Linked DNA regions of Mus musculus: all the other regions are linked to region 1. The links are chromatin contacts, called in public promoter capture Hi-C maps. All regions are on one chromosome and are shown on one strand. The core of a region is the stretch at or near the end of the contact, and the rest is flanking DNA. Distances in the headings are between cores, read along the strand shown. Region 1 holds the start of Cdh5 (cadherin 5). Region 2 holds the start of Nae1 (NEDD8 activating enzyme E1 subunit 1). Region 3 holds the start of Dync1li2 (dynein, cytoplasmic 1 light intermediate chain 2). Region 4 holds the start of Cmtm4 (CKLF-like MARVEL transmembrane domain containing 4).

What was found. Promoter capture Hi-C pulls out the DNA fragments that hold promoters and counts their contacts. Capture Hi-C pulls out chosen DNA fragments and counts their contacts.
Region 2: a contact with region 1 is called in a promoter capture Hi-C map of pre-B cells. The contact joins the promoter of Nae1 here to the promoter of Cdh5 in region 1. A contact is called at or near these places in 3 of 39 promoter capture datasets (cranial neural crest, pre-B cells and second pharyngeal arch cranial neural crest), 4 of 115 datasets of contacts at active chromatin or transcription factors (bone marrow-derived macrophages, embryonic stem cells, pancreatic cancer cells and 1 more) and 3 of 9 other capture datasets (adipose tissue, liver and macrophages).
Region 3: a contact with region 1 is called in a promoter capture Hi-C map of pancreatic islet. The contact joins the promoter of Dync1li2 here to the promoter of Cdh5 in region 1. A contact is called at or near these places in 8 of 39 promoter capture datasets (the C10 cell line, the HPC-7 cell line, cranial neural crest and 4 more), 2 of 484 Hi-C or Micro-C datasets (B cells and cerebral cortex), 2 of 115 datasets of contacts at active chromatin or transcription factors (both in bone marrow-derived macrophages) and 3 of 9 other capture datasets (adipose tissue, liver and pancreatic islet).
Region 4: a promoter capture Hi-C map of pre-B cells shows a contact between it and region 1. The contact joins the promoter of Cmtm4 here to the promoter of Cdh5 in region 1. A contact is called at or near these places in 1 of 39 promoter capture datasets (pre-B cells), 1 of 484 Hi-C or Micro-C datasets (cortical neurons), 2 of 115 datasets of contacts at active chromatin or transcription factors (microglia and pancreatic cancer cells) and 1 of 9 other capture datasets (liver).

The regions. Positions count from the first base shown.
Region 1 is chr8:104,100,253-104,103,014 of GRCm38.p6, reverse strand. Cdh5 (cadherin 5) reads right to left here and starts at 1,390. Exons shown (of 12, transcript NM_009868.4): 1 at 1,283-1,390. The region is part of intron 1 of Gm29682 (predicted gene, 29682); the gene reads left to right.
Region 2 is chr8:104,533,196-104,535,957 of GRCm38.p6, reverse strand. Nae1 (NEDD8 activating enzyme E1 subunit 1) reads left to right here and starts at 1,321. Exons shown (of 20, transcript NM_144931.3): 1 at 1,321-1,446. The coding sequence starts at 1,394. It also overlaps a transcript of Car7 not described here.
Region 3 is chr8:104,441,647-104,444,408 of GRCm38.p6, reverse strand. Dync1li2 (dynein, cytoplasmic 1 light intermediate chain 2) reads left to right here and starts at 1,362. Exons shown (of 13, transcript NM_001013380.2): 1 at 1,362-1,714; 2 at 1,862-1,935. The coding sequence starts at 1,608.
Region 4 is chr8:104,394,469-104,397,230 of GRCm38.p6, reverse strand. Cmtm4 (CKLF-like MARVEL transmembrane domain containing 4) reads left to right here and starts at 1,424. Exons shown (of 4, transcript NM_153582.5): 1 at 1,424-1,780. The coding sequence starts at 1,595.

The DNA.
Region 1 (2,762 bases), core at 141-2,640:
AAGAGTGTATATCACAAGTAAGGACTGAAGATGTTTCTACAACTTTATGGTCTAGAAGCCAGAGACCCCATGTAGTCACAGGTTCCAGGAAGAGCCCGTGCTGAGGAGGACTAAATCTAAGTTCCCATCGTCATTCTGACTCAATTTTCACACTAACTCTCCTCTGGATCTCTGTTGTTGTCTCTGAGTACAGAGTTACCCTATCTACCTCCTTGGGACTGGATAGTAAATCCAGGAGCCATTGTTTTGTCGGAATATTCTTTCTGCATGAACCATCTCCACCGCTCACCACAGATTGTGAATAGAATTGCATCCAAAAATGTCCTCTCCTAATGAAGGTTTGGAGACCTTAGGTTACCGTCCCAAGGCCACACCGAAGTGAGTAGGCTGGGATCAGTGCCGAGGGTCACTGTCTCTGAGCTGGGCTTTTGGCTCAGAGGTCCTTGTCTCTAGGGCCTTCCAGAGACTTTGCTGAGCTGTACGGCCACAAGAATTCTTGAGCTCTGGGCTCTGAGTATCTGGTGTTGGGGGAGAAACTACAGGCTACCTTCCTGCCTGCAACTGCCGAAACACAAAGCAGGCTCTGAGAGTCTAGGGGAGATGAGGGAAGAGGGCTCATAAATGGGACTCCAAGTGCCCAGAGCTGAACCTCAGAAGGCCCATCTTGAAAGTGGGAGATATTGACAGAGGGAACGAGTACCCCTTTCAGCTCCCCAAATCCCACCCTAGTCCCTCGAGGTGTTGTAGGTAGAGATAACGGGGCAGGGGAATATAAGTCAGACCTTGGGAAATCTATCTCTTTAGCTCTGGACCAGATTGTCCTTTGGGCAGAAGGCAGAGCTAATCCTGGTAGATAGGGAAGGGAATCACAGAGCCGTTATTTGTCCATCCCACACAAAGCAGATCCTACTCAAATCCAAGGTCCAGACTCCAGTCCTCTGCCCTTGTCCTTGCTGAGTGACAGTGGAAATCCTATCCTCTTTGAGCCTGGTAGTCATAGAAGCTCCAGGTCACTGGAGTTTCCCTGAGTACGACAGTCTACTTACAAGGCTGCTGAGTCTTTCTTGAACATTGGTTCTGAGATAACCGTTTGTGTCCTTGCACACTAAGAGATATGCATTTTTTTTAGCCCTACCCTGGCCCCAGCAGAGAGACTCAGGCTCCGGAGAGGCTGTGTTCCCTTGAGAGTCCTACAGTGGCCATCCCATACGGGCAAGCCAGGACTCTCCCAGTTTTATCTCCATGAGACAGGAGTAGAGAGGGATTTGGGAGTCTCACTTACCTTGTCCGTGAGCAGAAGGCTCTCTCCACTGCAGTCTGTCCAGGGCCGAGCTTTGTGGAGAGCACAGTTGATTGCCTCAGGAGGGGAGAGGGGAGCCACACCCAGGCTGGGAGGGAGGCAGGTTTTCCAACTGGCCCTGGCCCACTTCCCCTCGGGATGGTTTCCTGTTATTGTTCCTTTGTGAGCTGCCTGCAGATAGGCAAGCCCTACGGTGGGCGGCCTCAGCTTGGTCAGCCTGGGCCCGTGGAAGCCTTGGACCTGCCTGGGGTATTCAACTCATACCTCAATTCTAGGTCTCATCGGAGGAGCTGTGAGCCTAGGGGTAGCTGTGGGGGCTCTAAGCTTCTGCCAGAGCATTCAGCCATCCCTGGGAGGCAGGTGTCATATCCCCCACTTTACAGTTCAGAAAGCAGAGGCTTAGTGGGTCTAAGGTACTTGTTTCCTCGCTGGACAGAGTAACCCAGACAGAAACCCAGCTACCTCAGCTTCTCCACAGAGCCGGCTTTCCGTGGCGACTCTGTAGTATGGTGGAACGAAAGGGGGCTGTGGAGTTCTCAGAGTCGGGCAGCTGAGAAACGTGACAGACAATCACTTTCAGCAGCAGATTTTGCCTGTCAGATTCTTCCAGGTAGGGCAGTGTGAGTTTCAGTTCCAAGGTACCAGCCTGGCCCATCTCACTTTACAAATACTGGGTGATGGGCTTCACGTGACCATGGACCAACCAGGGATCCATGCCTCAGTCTCCTCATCTGTATAATGGAGATAGCCATAGGTCTGAGTCAGCAAAAAAGTAAGAAGAGCTAAGAAGACAGCAAAGCAGTAGGTAGACCAGGGTCCCTCAGGACCAAGAGGCTGGGGAGATGAGGTCAAGATTCTCTTCATTCAGCCAGGCGTGGTGGCGCACGCCTTTAATCCCAGCACTCGGGAGGCAGAGGCAGGTGGATTTCTGAGTTCGAGGCCAGCCTGGTCTACAGAGTGTGTTCCAGGATAGCCAGGGCTATACAGAGAAACCCTGTCTCGAAAAACCAAAAAAAAAGAAAAAAAAAAAAAAAGAAAAAGATTCTCTTCATTCATTATGTGATGGGTTAGTAAAAATTTCAGGGTTCTGGCTCAGAGTAAATGACAGACCCCCAGAGTGTACCTTTTGGCAAATTGCCTGGGTTTCTTCATGCATAAAAGTTTGGGAAGTCCCCAACTTGTCCTGCTTTTCAGTGAGGCAAAGAGGGACCATAAGAGAGCAGATCTTTCCGGGCATGGAGAAAATACTGTGGGGGTAGGGTGGGGTGTGGTGGGGGGAAGAAAGGGTTTTCTGTTTGGGGTAGGTAATGTTGGAGATGCCCATTAGACACCCAAGTAGAGACATGGGCTTGGTGAACGAAAGCAAAGTTGGTGTAGCCAATCACTCCCTCCAGGTCCTCTGAGAACTGAACTGGAACGGAGGCCCAGGGAAAGGAGTGTACATTAGGATGGAGTATTAGCG
Region 2 (2,762 bases), core at 72-2,571, 430 kb before region 1:
GGGCTTATCCCTCGAACCTGTGTTGAAGAGGACGAGAAGTGACTTCTGCAAATGGTCCTCTGTCCTCCACGAGTGCATGATGGCATTCTTGCACACACACCAATCAATAAACATTAAAAAGTTGTAAGAAGTGCATGCTCTGAGGTATCCTTGTCCACTTACTAACAACTGAATGCTTCTCAAAATCACACAGTCGCAGGCAGTACAGCACCCTCGGCCCCTGATGTTGTTGTTTCCAATTACATTTGTCCATCTTTCCTTTCCTGGGGCCAAGGTGTATGCAAGGCTATGTAGTGAACTTTCACTTTCACTTTTGACCTTCTCACATTCCCTGGGTGTATTTTATATCGCTCACGTTTCACCTGTCTAACTGGAGAGGGAATGTGACAACTGACAGACATGCACAAGCACATAATGAGCTGGGAACGCCTAACGCCCCTTTTCTCCCATCAGTTGGGTTCCATAGGGGTTGGGGGAGGGAGGTCACAGCAGGGTGTCCCCTCACCTTGTGTCCTAACACTGTGCCCAGGGGAAGTGCATTTGTTAGCACTGCAATATTACTGTCAAATGGAGCCGTCTCTTTGGTCCCTCACCCCACAAGGCTGGAAGGATTTTATGTGTGGATGTACACTCATCATGTGCTGGGATAATAATCTCAGGACGTGCAAGTGCATCTGGCAATCATGAATCTGGAGACTCCTCTAGGATTTGGGATAGAGGAAAGCAATTCTTACTTGTCAGCAAGCCTCTTCTTCCCTCTTGTCCTCAACTTGCTCATAAGCTCCTTCCTTAGCATCGGCCACCAAGGGACAGTCATCCTGTGTCACATGAATCGATGATAGCTTTAATTTCCTCCTTGTTCATGGGCTTCACAGGCAACTCTGGCTGCTTCTCAGACACCCTCCCGTCCCCCAAGTCCACTTCTCATTTGTCTCCTGATGCCGTTTCATCTCGTTCAAAACCCCCTTTCCCTTGCGTCACCACGGGGAACAATTCTTGGAGGGAAGCCGTGGGGTGGGGCCCCTCTGTCTACCCATCAGGGTAGCTTCTCTATATAGAATACTATATACAAGTATGCTGGTGTATTGTTCCTCTTGGAGGAGTCTCAGGAACGGTGAACTCACCCAGAAGAGGACTAAGGTTTATCAGTGATAAGGATTATCACTCGATTTAAAAGTCGGAGTTCTCCACAATTACTGCAGGTAGAGAGAGAGAAACATTCTGTGGAACTCAACCTCAGGTTTCCCCCGGCTTCCCAGTGACGCGTGCGCAGTGCAGCGTCGGCGCCCCCTACTGGCTGCGCGCTGGAGGAGGGCGCTTAGTGCGCCTGCGTGAGGCCGAGTGGGTGGCGGCCTCCTTAGGCGGCTTTGCTGTTCGCGGGCCAGGCGCGGCCATGGCGCAGCCAGGGAAGATACTCAAGGAGCAAAAGTACGACCGGCAGCTGAGGTGAGCCGGGGTTTACGAGTGAGCAAGCCGGCCAGGCTGGCGGGCTCTCCTGACACCCGCGGGGCCTAAGTGCCTAGGCCGGGTAGGCCGGCCTCCCACGGGCCTGCGGCTGCGGCCGGCCGTGCAGGGCGTGGGGAGCCGGCGCTCTGGGATCCGGCCACTGGCCCGAGTGTTCGGCGAAGGCCGGCTCGCCCCTTCCCGCACGGCTGGCTGTCCGCGGTTTGCGGTGCGCGGTGTCTCCGCCAACCCACTGGGCTGCACAGTCTCGGCAGGCCCTCCCTACTCGTTCGCTAAACGAGGGGGGTGGGAGCACCCCATCCTGCCCGACCGCCGAGCGCTGCGCCCCGGCAGGTATTGGTCTACGCCCGCGCTGGCCAATAGAAATGCGTCATGCTAGCTTTATCGGAGCAAACCGTGTTCGTAATTACACATTTTCCAGTAGGCACCTTTCAAATAAAGTTAAAAGAAGCTAGACATGGTAATCCCAAGGACTTGAGAAGCAGAGGCAGGTGGATCGGAAACTGAAAGCCAGCCTGGCCTCCATTGGAAGACCTTGGGAACCGGGAGAATAAAGAGACAGGAAAATAAGTTTTGCTACTAGTTCTCCCCACCCCTCTCGTTTATATAGAGACATGGTCTTAAGTAGGCCAGTCTTGAACTCAAGCGCCTACGTCCCAGGTCTCAAGTGCTGAGATTGAAGATGCTCACTGCCCAGCCAGACTCAAAAATAAGTTTTTGCTCCCCCACCCCACCCCTTTTTTTTTTTTTTTTTGTCTTTTACCTTTGAGTGGCCGCCTGGACTTGCAATGTAGAGCAGACTGCGCTCAGACTTGATGCAATCCTTCTGCCTCTTTTTCCCCAACAGCTGAGATTATAAGTGTGGACTATTACACCCGGTTTATGAAGTATTGAGGCTGGAACTCTGGACATCATGCCTGCTTGCCAAATTGAGCTACATTCCCCAATCCCAGAATCAAATTTGACAGTGTTTATCTAACCTAGTATTCCAAAACATTACAATTTCAACGTAATTATTGTTAAAATTACCAAGCTATTTTTGTTGTTGTTGTTCACAGAGTCTTATAAATCAGGTATCATACACATTTTAAAAATGTCTTAATTCATGCCAGCTGCATTTCTAGTACTCAGAAACCATTTGGACAGGGCACATCTAAACCATCCGGTGGATTCTTTAGCTATTTCTCCTTCCTTGTCTCTTCCCACCTTCTTCCTTTCTTATTGAGTATACTCTGTGTCAGCTAAGTGTATCAAAGTGTTGCCATCCCCTCGCCTCTCTTAATCTCAAGAGAACTTAC
Region 3 (2,762 bases), core at 113-2,612, 340 kb before region 1:
CCCTCCAAAGGCAGAGGCAGGTGGATCTCCGAGTTCAAGGCCAGCCTGGCCTACAGAGTAAGTTCGAAGACAGCAAGGGCTACACAGAGAAACCCTGTCTCAAACAACAACAACAACAATAAAATTGGTAAAGCAAAGCCAAAAGTATTGTTAACTGTGGTGGTAAAAATCATTCACAGTTTAATAAAGTCTACAAAGGAGGAGATGAAAAACAACATTCTGAGGATTTGTGATAAACTTTCAATGAGCATCCTGAAAATTAAGCCATATAATAGTTGAAGAAACATGGCTGGAGAGATGGCTCAGCGGTTAAGAGCATTAACTACTCTTCCAAAGGACCTGGGTTCAATTCCCAGTACCCACAGGGCAGCTCACAACCATCTGTAATCCCAGTTACAAGGGGTTCAGACACTCTCTTCTGCCCTCCACAGGCATTGCATACACATAGTGGACAGATATGCAAGCAGACAAAGCACCTATACACATTTAATAAAAGTAAAACTAAAAGAGTAATGACTGGAAGTGGCAGGATACCACCTCTAGAACTGGGTCTTGGGGCTGTTTTGAGACAGGGTATCTTAGGGTTAGTGCTGTGATGAAATACCATGACCAAAAGCAAGTTGGGAAGGAAAGAGTTTATTTCATCTTACCCTTCCAGATCATAATCCATCATTGGAGGAAGTCAGGACAGGGTCTCAAGCAGGGCTAAAACCTGGGGGCAGGAACCGATGCAGAGGCCATGGAGGGGTGCTGCTTACTGGCTTGCTCAGCCAGCCCAGGCATGGCACCACCCACAATGGCATTTCTTCAATTGAGCTTCCTTCTTCCCTGATGACTCTAATTGACACACAAAACTAGCCGGCACACAGGGTCTCACTATGTAGCCCTGGCTACCCTCGAACTTGCTATGTAGACCAGGATGGCTTCAAATGTATAGAGTTCCTCCCGCCTCTGCCTCCTGAATGCTGGGATTAAAGGCGTGTGACACCATGTGCAACCATTTTAAAATTAATTTTTTTGAAGTAGGCTCTCACATAGCTCATGCTCAACTTAAACTTACCAAGTAGTCTAAGACTTCTGATCCCTCCCCCTCCCCCCCTCCCCGCCCCCACCAGCTGCCCATTGCTGGTATGACAGGACATGCAAATATCTATGTCCAGTCATTTTTTTGTGGATCTTCGTTCATGTTTGGCCCATTTTCTTTTAAACTTCTGAGCTGTAGTTTCCTCACCTCACTTATTAAGAATTAAACAAGATTCAATGAGATCGCTTTATAAATATGGTTGTCTAGCTTGAGTTCATTCCAAAGCTTGGACTTGCCGCATCAGAGGCTGCCCTGCAGGGGTCGCCAGCGCGCTCTCGGTCTGGTGGCGTCCGCGGCTCCACCTCCCGCGTAAGGCTGTCCGGCTGGCTGCCTGACCCAGCAACGTCCCTAGCTGCGGCGATCCCACGTCCCGCAGACGCACGAGGACACCGCGGGCCCGTCGGGACGCGCTGGATAACGGAGCTTCTGCGGCGTTGCGGGCGGGCAGCGCGGCCCGGCCGGGGTCCTTGCGGGTCCTCGGCGGGCCCGGGGGAGGGCCCTCTTTGTGGCTGCAGTTGGCAAGATGGCGCCGGTGGGGGTGGAGAAGAAGCTGCTGCTGGGTCCCAACGGGCCCGCAGTGGCGGCCGCCGGCGACCTGACAAGTGAAGAGGAGGAAGGCCAGAGTCTATGGTGAGGAGCGTATAGAGCCGCAGATGGCGCGGCCGGACCGGGAGCGGGCCGGAGCGGGCAGGACCGTGGGCAGACATTGATGGGCAGTCGTGGGCCGAGCGGTCCTAGGCGGTCCCGCGCTGACCACTCTTGTCATTGTCGCCGCAGGTCTTCGATCTTGAGCGAAGTGTCCACCCGTGCCAGGTCCAAGCTGCCGTCCGGCAAAAACATTCTGGTGTTCGGTGAGCAGCGGGGTACTGCCCTGGGGCGCAGGGGTGGGTCAGGCGGCGCCCCTCCCACTGGTTCCCAGGCTTCTCCACCCTTAGCGCCTGCTTGTCGCTTGCCTGCCTGGGAGGGCACCCTGGACTCTGGCAGGGTAGCTGCTGAGTCTCCAAGCCCACACCTCTACTGACCCCCTAGAATGCAGCTCCGTTTGGAGTCCAGTGATGTGATGTGGGCTTGGGGCATTGGGGCACATTCCTTCAGTCTTTTGGCTGAGCCTTCTTCAGCCTTGACTCGGTTCATCGGTTAGCCTTGTGCTCACCAAGTTGAGGATGTGGAGGAAGGAAAAAGAGGATGTGCAGGCTGGATGGAGAAGATGAGGGAAGTAGGTGACCTGGACTGGGAAACTGAGGAGATGGACGAAGTCTTTTCTTCAGTCTTCATGGGCAGGCAGCAGAGCTTGGGAGTCAGCCCCAGGAACTTTCTTGCATAAATCCTGCCCTCACTGCTGGGTTGCCCAGTCAGTCATTTAACCTCTCTGGCTTCAGTTATCTCCTTCAAATGAAAGGGATTATATGCGTTCACCTGCAATGCTGTTTGTAGAGTAGGAAATGAGGGCTGAGCAGTGGGACAGTACAGACAGTCTTAGACACCCTGAAAGAATCCCAGTGGAGCCGAGGCAGATGTGTGCGTGGTTGCATCGCATCTCTCATGTCAAGAGCAGACTGCTGTGGGCGCATCACACTGCTTGATGTGTTGAGAGAGCGCTTGTGGAATCAGGTATCTTGAAGGGTAATTGCCTAGGTGCAAGCACATCAAGATAGTAGGGTGAATCGTTTGGGCACTG
Region 4 (2,762 bases), core at 175-2,674, 290 kb before region 1:
GTAGCTGCCATTTCAGGAGGGTTTTAAGAGAGAGTAGAGTTTGTCTTCAAGGATTTATTGTTTTGTTTTTTTGAGACAGGGTTTCTCTGTGTAGCCCTGGCTGTCCTGGAACTCACTCTGTAGACCAGGCTGGCCTCGAACTCAGAAATCCGCCTGCCTCTGCCTCCCAACTGCTGGGATTAAAGGCGTGTGCCACCACTGCCCGGCTGTCTTCAAGTTTTTAAAAAAGCTATTAACATTTGTCCTTGGGGTGGCAGGACTCTGGTGTGTGCTTTTGGAGGCCAGAGGACAGCTTGTAAGGACTGGCTCTCTTCTTTCACCCATGGGTCACAGGAACTAAACAAAGGTGGTCAGATTTGGTGGCAAACACTCTTACCCACTGAGACTTCTCAACATCCCTGTCCTCAATTCTTAGCATATTGCTTAGCTTACAGTAAGTGTCCCCCCCCCCTCAAAATATTTAGTAAGTCAAATAATATAAATATTGAAGCTGGTATCCTTTCAGCTTTGGAAATAGACCTTGTGTTCTACTCATTGAATATTTGGTGCCCTTGGACAAGCCACTTCTACTCTGAAAGCTTTGTCTCCACTTGTGTAAAATAGTAATGATTATAACACTTCATTTGGTGCCTTCCTCAAGGACCGGAACAGATCTGTATTCAGGGTGCTGAAAGGTTCAGTGTCAAAGTGACAATTCTTAGAAAGTTAGTGTTTTACTTAAGCTTAAAATTAGTCTTCACACTTGAATGACAAATTGGTCTATAATTAATGCCTCCAGGGCAAAATTTGAGTGTCGCCTAGCTTGATGCTTAGAGGTAGCAAAACTTTTCTCAGCCAGGATAGGGAACTGATATTAGTTGCCAAGCACCTACTGTGTGCTCATATATTTCTCCTATGCCAGCATGCTGGATCCCAAATTGACACTGGGGTTGTGTGGATTCTGCGGGCTCCATTAACCCCGACCTCCCCCACCCCCTCACAGGCTGTACCTCTGACACAGAATAGGGTTGTCTCAGTGTGCCCAGCGTGGGAACACACACACTTAAACCTGCAGACGATCCCACTTTCTCTAAAGCAGGCTCTAAGGCTGCGGGCAGAGAAAACAGCTTTGTGACTCTTTGGTCAGTCTCCATTCTCTCCACCCTTTTTCCCTCTTTTGGTCTGGGCCTTTCCTTGCAAGGGCCGCCGGCGACCACCCCGGAGTCTGGGCCAGACGCCCAGCAGGTGAGGGCGTGGTGGGGGCGTGACTAAGGCTCCTCACCGGCCCCGCCCCAACCTGCAACGCCCCTCCTCTCCCCCACGACCCCCCGCCCCCAGCCCTCAGCGCCCCGCCCCTCCCCGCGCCGGCCGCAGTCTCCGCCCCCTCCGGGCCGGCGCGCGGCTCCCGCCTCCTTCCCTCGGCGCCCGCTCCCGCCTCCCTCCCTTTCCGCTGCCGAGGCGGCGGGAGCCGAGCCCCAGCGGACCGAGCCGCGGCCGCAGCGGGCGGCGGGCGCAGAGGCGGCGGCGGTGGGGTGGTCTGGCGACGGCGATGCGGCGGCCGCTCTGAGCCTGCCCGCTCCAGGCGCCGGGGGAACCGGCCGCGCGGGGCGGCAGCATGCGGGGCGGCGAGGAGCTGGACGGCTTCGAGGGCGAGGCCTCGAGCACCTCCATGATCTCGGGCGCCAGCAGCCCGTACCAACCCACCACCGAGCCGGTGAGCCAGCGCCGCGGGCTGGCCGGCCTGCGCTGCGACCCGGACTACCTGCGCGGCGCGCTCGGCCGCCTCAAGGTCGCCCAAGTGGTAGGTGCCGGGCGGGGCTCCAGGTACGAGCGGGCGGGTCGGCGGCCTAGCCCGCGCCTTCTTTACCCGCACCCGGCCGCGGGGGAAGGCCCGGCCGACCAGAGTCGGGTTCGGGCTGCGCGGTCCCCGCTCCGCGCACTCCGTACTCCGAGGTCCTTGGGCTGCAGTCCCTGCTCCTCTGGGGACCGCGCCCTCGGCCGGAGTCTGCCTTTTGCAGCTCCGAAGCCTCAGGGGTGCCTGGTGCCTGCACACCTGCTCCGGGGCCTACCTGTGCCCTCCCTGCTTCATCGACAAGAGGTTGGTGCGCAGAGCCGGTTGCGAGGGCCGTGCCATCGCCTGGCTACTACTGTGCTTAGCAACTTGTAGCAGGTTTTCCGGCTCGCGTAACCCCCAGACGGTTCTCTGCTAACAGAGGCCGGGGGCTGTGGCATGGTTTCCTCCCTGGCGCCTAGCAGGGTGCCCAGCAGATGGTGGATGCTCAATAAATATTTGTTGAATGGAGGCGTGTAGCCCAGATGCAGTGGGGGAGTCCAGATCTACCCACAAAGCCTCCAGTCTTTACTGCGGACGTTGGCTTCCTTCATAGCATCCTGTAGTCTCAGCACTGGTGGTGGCTTCTTGGGACTGCCCAAATTGGTACCCAGAGTTAAGTCACTCTGGGAGGGCGGCCAGTTTGGGAGGTGACAGATACGGGGAACTTTCTGTTGGACTTAGGCATTCGAGAGCACATTTCTTGGTGGGTCCCCCCCCCCCCGCGACCCCCCAGAGTGTTTGGTTCAGGGGCTTGTGGGTTCTGTTTCGGTTTTGTGGTTTTGTAGCAGGTCCCTTTGGGCAGTGTAGTTTATCTTTGTGGTGGACTGGGCACAGTCCAGTTTAAAAAAAAAACCTTTGTATTCCTCCTATTCTCTGTCACAGGTAGCCTTTCACCGAGGCCTCAAAACTTTATAGACTTGTCACCCTGACAGAGAAGCCCTTTGCACAG